2 separate regions of the Rattus norvegicus genome follow, and region 2 is linked to region 1. The links are chromatin contacts, called in public Hi-C maps. All regions are on one chromosome and are shown on one strand. Each heading gives the region's core, a stretch centred on a gene start, on an enhancer-like site or on the middle of the called end of the contact. The rest is flanking DNA. Distances are from core to core; before and after follow the strand shown. Region 1 overlaps Mthfd1 (methylenetetrahydrofolate dehydrogenase, cyclohydrolase and formyltetrahydrofolate synthetase 1). Region 2 has its middle 59 kb from the start of Plekhg3.

What was found. A called contact is a pair of places that touch in the nucleus more often than the background predicts.
Region 2: a Hi-C map of frontal cortex shows a contact between it and region 1, with 2.3 times the contacts expected there. The contact joins two enhancer-like sites.

The regions. Positions count from the first base shown.
Region 1 is chr6:100,739,270-100,743,918 of GRCr8, reverse strand. It overlaps Mthfd1 (methylenetetrahydrofolate dehydrogenase, cyclohydrolase and formyltetrahydrofolate synthetase 1), which reads right to left. Exons shown (of 28, transcript NM_022508.2): 7 at 2,450-2,586; 8 at 1,381-1,492. Among named protein-coding and RNA genes, the nearest start is that of Mthfd1, 28 kb to the right of the region's middle. Within about 2 kb of position 2,823, at least 12 of the 93 cell types and tissues checked have an H3K27ac peak or open chromatin away from gene starts, as enhancers often do.
Region 2 is chr6:101,055,713-101,060,361 of GRCr8, reverse strand. It overlaps a transcript of Sptb not described here. Among named protein-coding and RNA genes, the nearest start is that of Plekhg3, 59 kb to the right of the region's middle. Within about 2 kb of position 2,376, at least 31 of the 93 cell types and tissues checked have an H3K27ac peak or open chromatin away from gene starts, as enhancers often do.

The sequences.
Region 1 (4,649 bases), core at 1,574-4,073:
CTGCCATACTGCTCAGTGCATATAAGTAGTGCATATATATATAAAATATGCATGTAGAAATAGTAACTATACATATTATAGTTACTATATATACTATATATAAAACTATATTTAGTAACTCTAAATCTATAGTTATATCTAGTTATATATATATATGTATATAAATATATAGTGACTGTATAGTTATACATATATAAGTATGTATTATATATAGCTATATATGGCTATATATACTTACTATATATTTATACATATATATACATACACACACATATATGGTTGTTTCTACATTTATTTATTTTTTTTTTTTTTTGGTTCTTTTTTTTCGGAGCTGGGGACCGAACCCAGGGCCTTGCGCTTCCTAGGTAAGCGCTCTACCACTGAGCTAAATCCCCAGCCCCCTGTTTCTACATTTATATACATGTGTGTATGTGTGTGTGTGTGTGTGTGTGTGTGTGTGTATGTATGTATATATGTAGATATTCCTGAACTGTTCTTAGCCATTTTTTTTGAGAGAACAGCCTGCCACATAGAAGATGCATAGGAGATGGTTCAGTGGATAAAACACTTGTCATCAAATTTAATGGCATAAGTTCAAATCTTATAAGCGAAGGTTACCAGGCAACTAACAGGCAACGTAGTATAGTTAACATGGATACTGGGGACAAAAGGGTGGCTCCTGTCTCAAGTGGGAAGAAGTGGGACAGAGAAGGACAGCACAAGACTTCTCAAGCCAATCTGGGTGGCAAACAATTTAAAATTCATTGGCTGTCCGGGTGTGTTGGCGCACACCTTTACTCTTAGCGTCATAGAGGGAGAGGCAGGCAGATCTCTGGGAGGTCAGGTCTAGCCTGGTCTATATATATATAATGAGTTCCAAGCCAGCCAGGACTACAGAGCGAGACCCTGACTCAAAATTAAAGAAACAACTTCACTGACAATTTAGGAGCTCTCCATTTAATATTTAATATTAGCTGACCTTGAGTAACTTAAACCAGAGAAAGCAAGATCACAGGCAAGGAAAACCTGTCACTAAGTCTGTCTAGTTAGAATACAGGGTGACAGGCACATGAAGGCAGGACAGAAGCCAGGTGAGGTCTTACACACCTGTAACCTTGCACTCAGGAGGCTGGCACAGGACAGTCATGAATTCAAGGTCAGGCTTGGCTACCCGAAGAGATCTTGTCCCAAACAAACAAGCAAGCAATAGACATCTGTCCCCTCGTCCACTCTCTCTGGACTAAGCCAACTGAGGATTAGCACAGAGCAGTGGGGAGCCCGCAGAAGACAGCTACCTCTCACCTACTCACAGCCAGGCTCACTAAGCCTTGCGACTTGATATAAAATGAGGGTTGCGGTTCTCTGCCCAGCACCACTCACCTGGAACATAATTGATCCCACAGTCTATGACCACAGCTCCAGGCTTGATCCACTCCCCTTTCACCATCTCAGGCTGTCCTGTTGCAACCACCAGAATGTCTCCTTTATTTACCTAGGGAGAGGGAGGGATCCAGAATTAAATTAATAATCAAAACACACACACACACACACACACACACACACACACAGAGAGAGAGAGAGAGAGAGAGAGAGAGAGAGAGAGAGAGAGAGAGAGAGAGAGAAAGGAAAATCATGAGTCGTGGTATTACCTTTTTAGTTATCAACACTTTCAGGGACACTGGGTAAGGTTTCAAATGCAAACCACAGAGTTCCTGCTGGCCCAATCTCACACTGTGCTCAATCCTATACAAGCCAGAAGCCCCCTTTCCCTAGGTGTTTTTCCTAACAGGAAAGACAATGAGAGCCAGTGAGGGCTGGAGGGAGCAGAGGTTTGGAGCCTCAGACTCAGGACAACACTCATGGTGATGTAACCCTCCTTTAAGGAATGCAATTGCTACCACCGTAATCACGGGACAATTTGAGTATATTAAAAAGGGGGTGCCAGGCTTCCATTTTGTTCTCTAATCACACATAAAACTACACTGCCCACGGGGACACAGCCATATGAACATTTTTGGACTCAGAAACCCAACATAAGGATCTGGAGCTTACTGCTGCTGGAGCCAAGAATGTAACTCAGTGGTAAAATACTGCCTACTCTCAGGGGTTCAACCCCAACCTAACAATAATAAAATAACTGAGAACAGCTAAAGATGCCCACGGTTCAGCCTCTTCTGGAGTACCTCCATCCCCAAGGCCAGCAACATGCCCAGGAGATCTGAGCATGGCACCAGTACACTGACGGCACTGCTAAACCCTGCCTGTCACCGGGCACGCTGGTGTAGAAGTCAGAAACATCTGGATAAATGGCGACATGCTTGTGATTTGAATTTGTTCCTTCCTCTTGGAAAATGAGACATGAAGTGCAGCATAGTTACTGGGGTGAAGAGAGACAATGTACGCACACGTGCACGCAGGCTGGATGTCCACACTACTCTGCACCTCCTACCTCCTTGTCCAGATCGGCAGTCTTGGAGTGGCAGGTGGTCACCGTGGCATTGTTCCACAGAAGCAGGTCGTGCATGGGTGCACCAACTATTTTACTTCGCCCGACCACCACGGCGTGCCTTCCTGCAATCTGCACTCCTGGAAGAGAAGCCAGCACACATTCGAGAGGGAGAAGCAGCGGCCCTCCTCCACACGCCCCCCGGATAGAACACAGAACAAAGTGCATAGAAGCAGGTTCTGGGTGCCAAACTGAAACCTTCCTAAGAAGGCTCCTTCGACAACCACAGTATCAGCACCAGCTTCAGACTGGGACTTGGGCGCCATCCTTCCTGCAGTAGGGTTTGGAGATCTGCTTAGGCCAAGATCTGTTCATTGAGTCATAAGAGAGTGGGAAGAAATCCTACACTCAAAAAAGAAACCTCAACACACAGCTAACAGCCATATGGAAGTAGCTATCAGATTAAACCACACGGGCAAAACAGTCGTGAAAACTACAGCGTGCAGAACAGGGTCAGAGCAAAGGAGGAAATTAGATTAGTATCAGTAAGACTTTCCAAATTCAGTGAATTTATTCATACAGTTTCTTATCCAAAGTTCTGTCTGGCTTAGGGCCTGAACCACAGGTTATATCTGTGGGGGAGTGAGAGCAGACGGCAAGAGGCCGGAGAACTTTTCGCTGACTCAGCAGCTGTACTCCTGGCACTGTGACAACATCCCCCACCTCACCCCAGTGCTGAGTGCAGGAGACCAAACTCAAGGCCTCACACAGGACAGGCCAGGGCTCTTCCACTGAACTACCCCAAGGCTTGTGCTTCTTTGAGACACTAGGTTGCCTGGATTGGCCCTGAGTATTCTCTCTAGAGCATAGGCAGGCCTTGATGTGCTTTTTAGAACTGAAACCTGCATCCCACAGAGGTGACCCGAGCTCTCCCTCATCCCCTGGCCTGTGAGATGCAGTCTGTGACTGTCTAGCATGAGACGAGAGCAGGGAGGGAGCGGCATGGGGTTATCGTGAGGGAGGGGCCTGAAGTGCGCTTCCCACATAGAAGGAAGCAGAGTGCTCTGAAATACTCTGCCTGGCCACTCTACCCCCCACCCCCGGCAAGGCTGAAAAATTAGAAACCCTCGCTCGATATTTAAACCATACTTCTTGAAACTTCATCAGACCAGCACTTAGAGAATGCTAACATCATGACTATACAAGAATTGAAGTCCTCGTAGTTGGAACCAATTAACAAGTATGATGCTGGGTTGAATGAATGGGTCAACTATTGAACTACTGTCTAACATGCTGGAGCCCCTGGCTTTCACTCTCTGCACTGCAAATCAAGCAATCAATCAATGACACTACTATACAAATTAGGACTCAGCAAAGATTTGAGCTACCTTAGGGCAACATTGGTTTGTGAGACATCAGGAAGCCACAGGTGTTAGTAGCTCAGGGGATTCTTTTCTATAAAGCTGTAATTAACATTGGCTAAACATACTGAAGAATATAAATTGTAGCTCTGAGCTTTCACAGCCGGACCAAGGCTTCCGGCTTGACCCTTTGCTGGCCAACCACAGACAACTTTCGTTACTAATGCTGGCCAAATGCCTCACTTGAAACTTCTGACCTACTTCTTTCTAACAGGATTCATTTCTTTGGAAAAAATAAACTCTGCTAAAAGCATGCATAAGGAAACTAAAATATGAAGGTACTAGCTAGGCAATGAAGTAACGTGGGGTGAATGTTCAGGAGATCCATTCCAGCCATCTGTCTAGTGTTGGAACCACAGTTGACTTGGGGCTGCTTCCAGGGACAGGAGCCCACATCTTTGCTCACTTTATACTGTTGGAGTTCTTACCGCCATTTAGGATTCCTAATCCACCCTAACCTACCCTAACCCACCCCACTCTACCACACACACACACACACACACACACACACACACACACACACACACACACACACACGAAATAAACTGCTTTGAATGCACATAACCCTGGGTTCAAATCTCGGTTCTTTTATCTCTTGGCAAAACTCTCTCTGGTCTTTTGTTTGCTTATTCTTGCTTTCAGTGCAGGGGGCTGAATCCTTGGGTTTTTTAAAGATCTATTTATTTATTATACATGAGTACACTGTCACTGTCTTCAGATACACCAGAAGAGGTCATCAGATCCCATTACAGATGGTTGTGAGCCACCATGCAGTTGCTGGG
Region 2 (4,649 bases), core at 1,127-3,626, 320 kb before region 1:
GGTGTCCCCGGTGTGCGGGCTTCATGACCACCTGAGCATCTCGACACCATTGTCTGTCGTGTACGTGTACGTTTGTGCAAATGGAACTACATGCGCCCCTGAGCCACCTCCATCCAACACTTGAATACCAACTGGGTTGGGAGGAATAAAATTTGCTTAAATCCGAGTGTTTCTCTGGGGGAGGAGTGAGCCCCTAGGGGAGATCCTTGCTGAGCAGCCAGCCATTCACCAGATTGGAAAAGCAGCCCCTGTCTGTACCAGAAAGCAACCAGATGGCTAATCAAATGAACACCAGGCCCAGGGCCTCCTGGAGACAACCTTCTTCCTGCTGCAGCTTCTTCCCAAGCCTTAAAGATGCAGGGGGGAGGACGTAACTCCAAATCACCTTTGATGTGAGAAAGAGGATGGAGCCCATGCAGACAGAAAGCCCAACCTCGTTTTGGAGAGGTCCTCCTAAGCTCACTGCAGCCCCCTTTGACTGCCCTTGACAGCCTCTTCCCATCTCAGGAAGGTTCAGTTGTCTGCTGCGCCTTCTCATGGATTGGCCGGGGTGCTGTGGCTCTCCTGTCTGTGCAGTCTGGTGTCGGGTCCTGTAGTATATACACATGCCACATCGCTTCTTGTAAAAGCTCTTACTAATGCATGTCGCTTCCTGCTGGAGTTACGAATGGGAGTGGACCAAGCACCCTTACCCTGCCTGCATAGTGCATCCCACAGGCAGCACCCTGTGGGCCTTGATCCAACCTTCCCCTTCCCGTGTGTGCACATGCAATGACTGAGCTGCCAAACCATCACTGTGCACTGCCACTACTGCCCCTGCCTCTGCATGTTAGAGGGCATTCCGGTAAAAATCAGTCACTTCCCACAGGTAAGTGTGAGGCCAAGCCAGAGAGACAAGGCATCACAAGAAGCAACACTCGGAATGAAGTCGGAGTGTTTGGGGTCTGGTCTCTGGTTCTGTTTAACTTGTGTGGCTTTGGAACCTCCCCATCCCATCCCCAAGTCTCTTCTCTTGCCTTATAAAGGTCTTTCCGTAGGGTTACAGAAAGTCCACATTCCCATGTGTCAGTGATGCAGCCTTTCAAGGGAAAAGCTGGGGGAAATGACTTTCCTGTTTTCCTCCCATCTGCTCCTAACTCTGAGACCCCCAGCAAATACTGTGAAGCAGGATGGGGAAGGAGAGGTGACAGCCTAGGGCATTTGGCCATGTCCCTGTTTGAGGGAAGAGCTGAGGTTCAAACCTGCATAGTGCCAGCAGTGGAGCCCTGAGGGGTCCTGATTGTTTCTTTGTGCCTTCAGCCAGAGTGTAACTCAAGAGGACGTTCTGACAAGGGGCCGGCACCCTCTCTGCCGTATGTGCCTTCCCTTCCCCTGGGAAAGGGTCTCTGGGCTCCCCTAAGTGTTCTTCATCGCCCAGGCCTTGCTGACTCAGACTCTCCAGTGTCTTATTTGAGGGAAGGTGTTTTCTCCTAGGAGGGAGGAGCGTGAGCTCTCATGGTGTTAAAGAGTGCGAGTTCCCTCCAAGCTCAAGACCTCTTCCTACACACCGCTGTTTCAGGGTCCCTGCAGGGGTGCTGGGATTACAGGAGTGACACCCCTTTATGACATGGATGCTGGCTGGGGGTTGGAGGGCACTGTAACAAGAAACAATCTCAGTTTGGAACCAACATACCCTTCCTGACTCCAGGTCCCCAGGCTAGACCTGGTGTGCAGTGTAGGGGGACCCTGGGAACAAGGCCACTCCAAACAGTATCCAAGTGGGTGTTCTTCATGGTCAACCTTGAGCAGGAACAGTCTTACTCAGGATGGTTCACAGACACTGCATTTTAAGTGTGACCTTCCATGAATGGCCACACAGCCGACTTCCCTTGAGACAGGCTGAGCGTCAGAGTAGGGCTGTGGGGTGATCTGAATCTTGCTGGTCTTCCTTCCTGTCTCAGAGGCTTTGGGAGAACAGCCAGCACTTGTGAGTGAGGGGCAATACCCCAGGGACTGTGCAGGCACTGGGATCGGGGTCTATGGCCACCTTTGTGGCAAGGCCTTGCTAGCTCCAGCCAGTTGCCCCCAGCAGCCCAGAGCTTTACTCAGCAGCCAGCAGCTGGCAGTAGGGCTCTGACGTTGGCGGATGCTGTGGGTGGGGGGCAGCAGCTGTGTTTCTTCTTGCCTGAAGAGCCTTCCCAGTCCTTGCCCCTCCCCACCCATGAAGAGCAGCTTTTTCAGACATTTTGCCTCAAATGCAAATCCTTTGTTCCAAATGGGCAGTCTCAGCCCAGAACAGACGTCAGCTTTGCCCCAAACTTGGGCGTGTTTCTGTCTCCCCAGGATGCCTGAGTCAGCGTGGCAAGGGTGTGTCCGCCTGCAGTCTGGCACTGCGCCCTGGCTCCCTGGAGAAACCTGCTCTCTTTCTGGACATTACCCACAGCAGGGTGTGCCCAGCTCTCTCTTCCCTATGCCAGATGCTAATGTCTGGTCCTTCTGCTGTAAAATCTCCCCCAAGTTCCTTGTTTCAAGCTGTATGTCCTCCTGTTCCCCGATACTGATGGACTCAGCATGAGACTCAGCTCGCTAACATTTGGAAGGACCTCAGAAGTGGATGGGGAACCGGTGGCCAAGATCCAGGTCACCAAGAAACCCAGCCGCCACCAGCTCCTCTAAAGTCAGCACACAGGTCATGCACATTGAAAACCACTCTGAAGACACCTCCCTCGCTCTCCTCTGGGGACAGTGGACCAGATCTCCCGTGTCCAAGAGAAACCTACAAACTGATTCCCCACTTCCTTTTGCTTTGTTCTGGGGCCTGTACCATCCTCCCTCCATCTCACCCAAGTGCCCCAGTAGACATATCAGATGACAGCTGGCCATTGGGGTGTAGAATTGAGCCTCTTTACTTCCAAACCCCACTTCTGGGAGCCCCTCACCATCTCTTGGCCTGCCATCTGCAGGGCTGCTTGCCATCTGCCACAGTTTGCCTTTCCTTCCCCACCCCCACACTTCTGGTTCAGCACAGCCTCTCCTTTCTCCTTTGGGGTCTCTGTCTACCCCAAGTCTTCATGTGTCCCTATCTTTGGCTGCTTTTCAACTCGGCAAACCGAGTCTTTTTCTTCTCTTGAGAACAGCTGTCTTCAAGCAGCCTTTACAAACTGTCTAGACATCCCTTCTTTCTCAGAGCCCAGGAGCCAAGACATCAGACACTGGGGAGAATAAACATCCTGAACTGGCTCTGCTCACCCGGCTCTCACCTGGTACTGTTCGGTTGCCTAAGGCATCTAGCACTGTGTCTTTTGTGGTGCAAACCCCATTTCCAGCTCCTTCCAGTGTAGCTTGGATGTGATTGCACCACCTTAACGAGTTGGCCACATGCCTTATGTAAGCTGGCACATCTTTAGACTGAGAACCTCATCGGGTGATATTTTCTTCAGGAGCCATGGTACTTCTATACACACACAAACACACCTAGACTGAATAGAAAGAGCATTGTGTTTGGAGCTAGGCAGACCTATTTCCCACCTTTGTTAGATATGTGACTGTGGGCAGGTTTCTTGTTCCCCCTAGTCTGTACAACAGGCTGAAAGGCTTGCAAGACAGAATGTGTGTAGAGAACTTGGCACTTAGCACATGGTCATTTAGATACCGTCATCCTCACCCGGACCCTTCATCTTTTAGAAGAACCTTCCCCCATGTAGACCCTAACATTACCAAGGTTGTAGACACTGACCAGCCTGGAGACCTCCATCCTTGACACTCCCTCTATGTCTGTTCTAGGCTAGTGTTCCAGAACTTATGTCACTGCTAATGTGGAGCAGTCTATTCTGAGGTCCACCCATGCCCCCTGGCTCTCACCAACATTAACAGTAGAGAAAACTCTGTCAGCAGGGTCCTTTTGCTTACGGGTACATCTTAATTCACTGAGCATCACTGTGGTCCTGAGTCAGGATATTTTGGCCTGTGGAATTAATGGTCTGTCTGCAGTCCCCCACACCACCTGCTGGCGGATCCTGGAAATGCATTTTTTCTTTTTCTTTTTCTTTTCTTTTTTTTTTTTTATAAATTTATTTTTTAAGATTTTATTTTATTGTATGAGTACACTGTAGCTGCCTTCAGACACACCAGAAGAGGGCATCAGATCTCATTACAGATGGTTGTGAGCCACCATGTGGTTGCTGGGATTTGAACTCAGGACCTCAGAAAGAGCAGTCAATGCTCTTAACCACTGAGCCACCTCTCCAGCCCCCCCCCCTTTTTTATATTTTTTATTTGCATTTCAAATGTCATCCCCTTTCCTGGTTTTCCATCAATAAACCCCCTATCCCATCTCCCCTCCCTCTTCTTCTATGAGGGTGTTCACCCACCCCTTCCCGCCTCCCTACCCTGACATTTCCCTACACGGGGTGGGGGTGGGGTGTCCAACCTTGGCAGGACCAAGGGCTTCTCCTCCCATTGGTGCCCAACAAGGCCATCCTCTGCTACATATGCAGCTGGAGGCCTGGGTCAGTCCATGTGTACTCTTTGGTAGTTTAGTCCCTGGGAGCTCTGGTTGGTGGCTATTGTTCTTATGGGGTTGCAAACCCCTTCAGCTCCTACAATCCTTTCTCTAACTCCTCCAATGGGGACCCCGTTCTCAGTTCAATGGTTGGCTATGAGCATTTGCC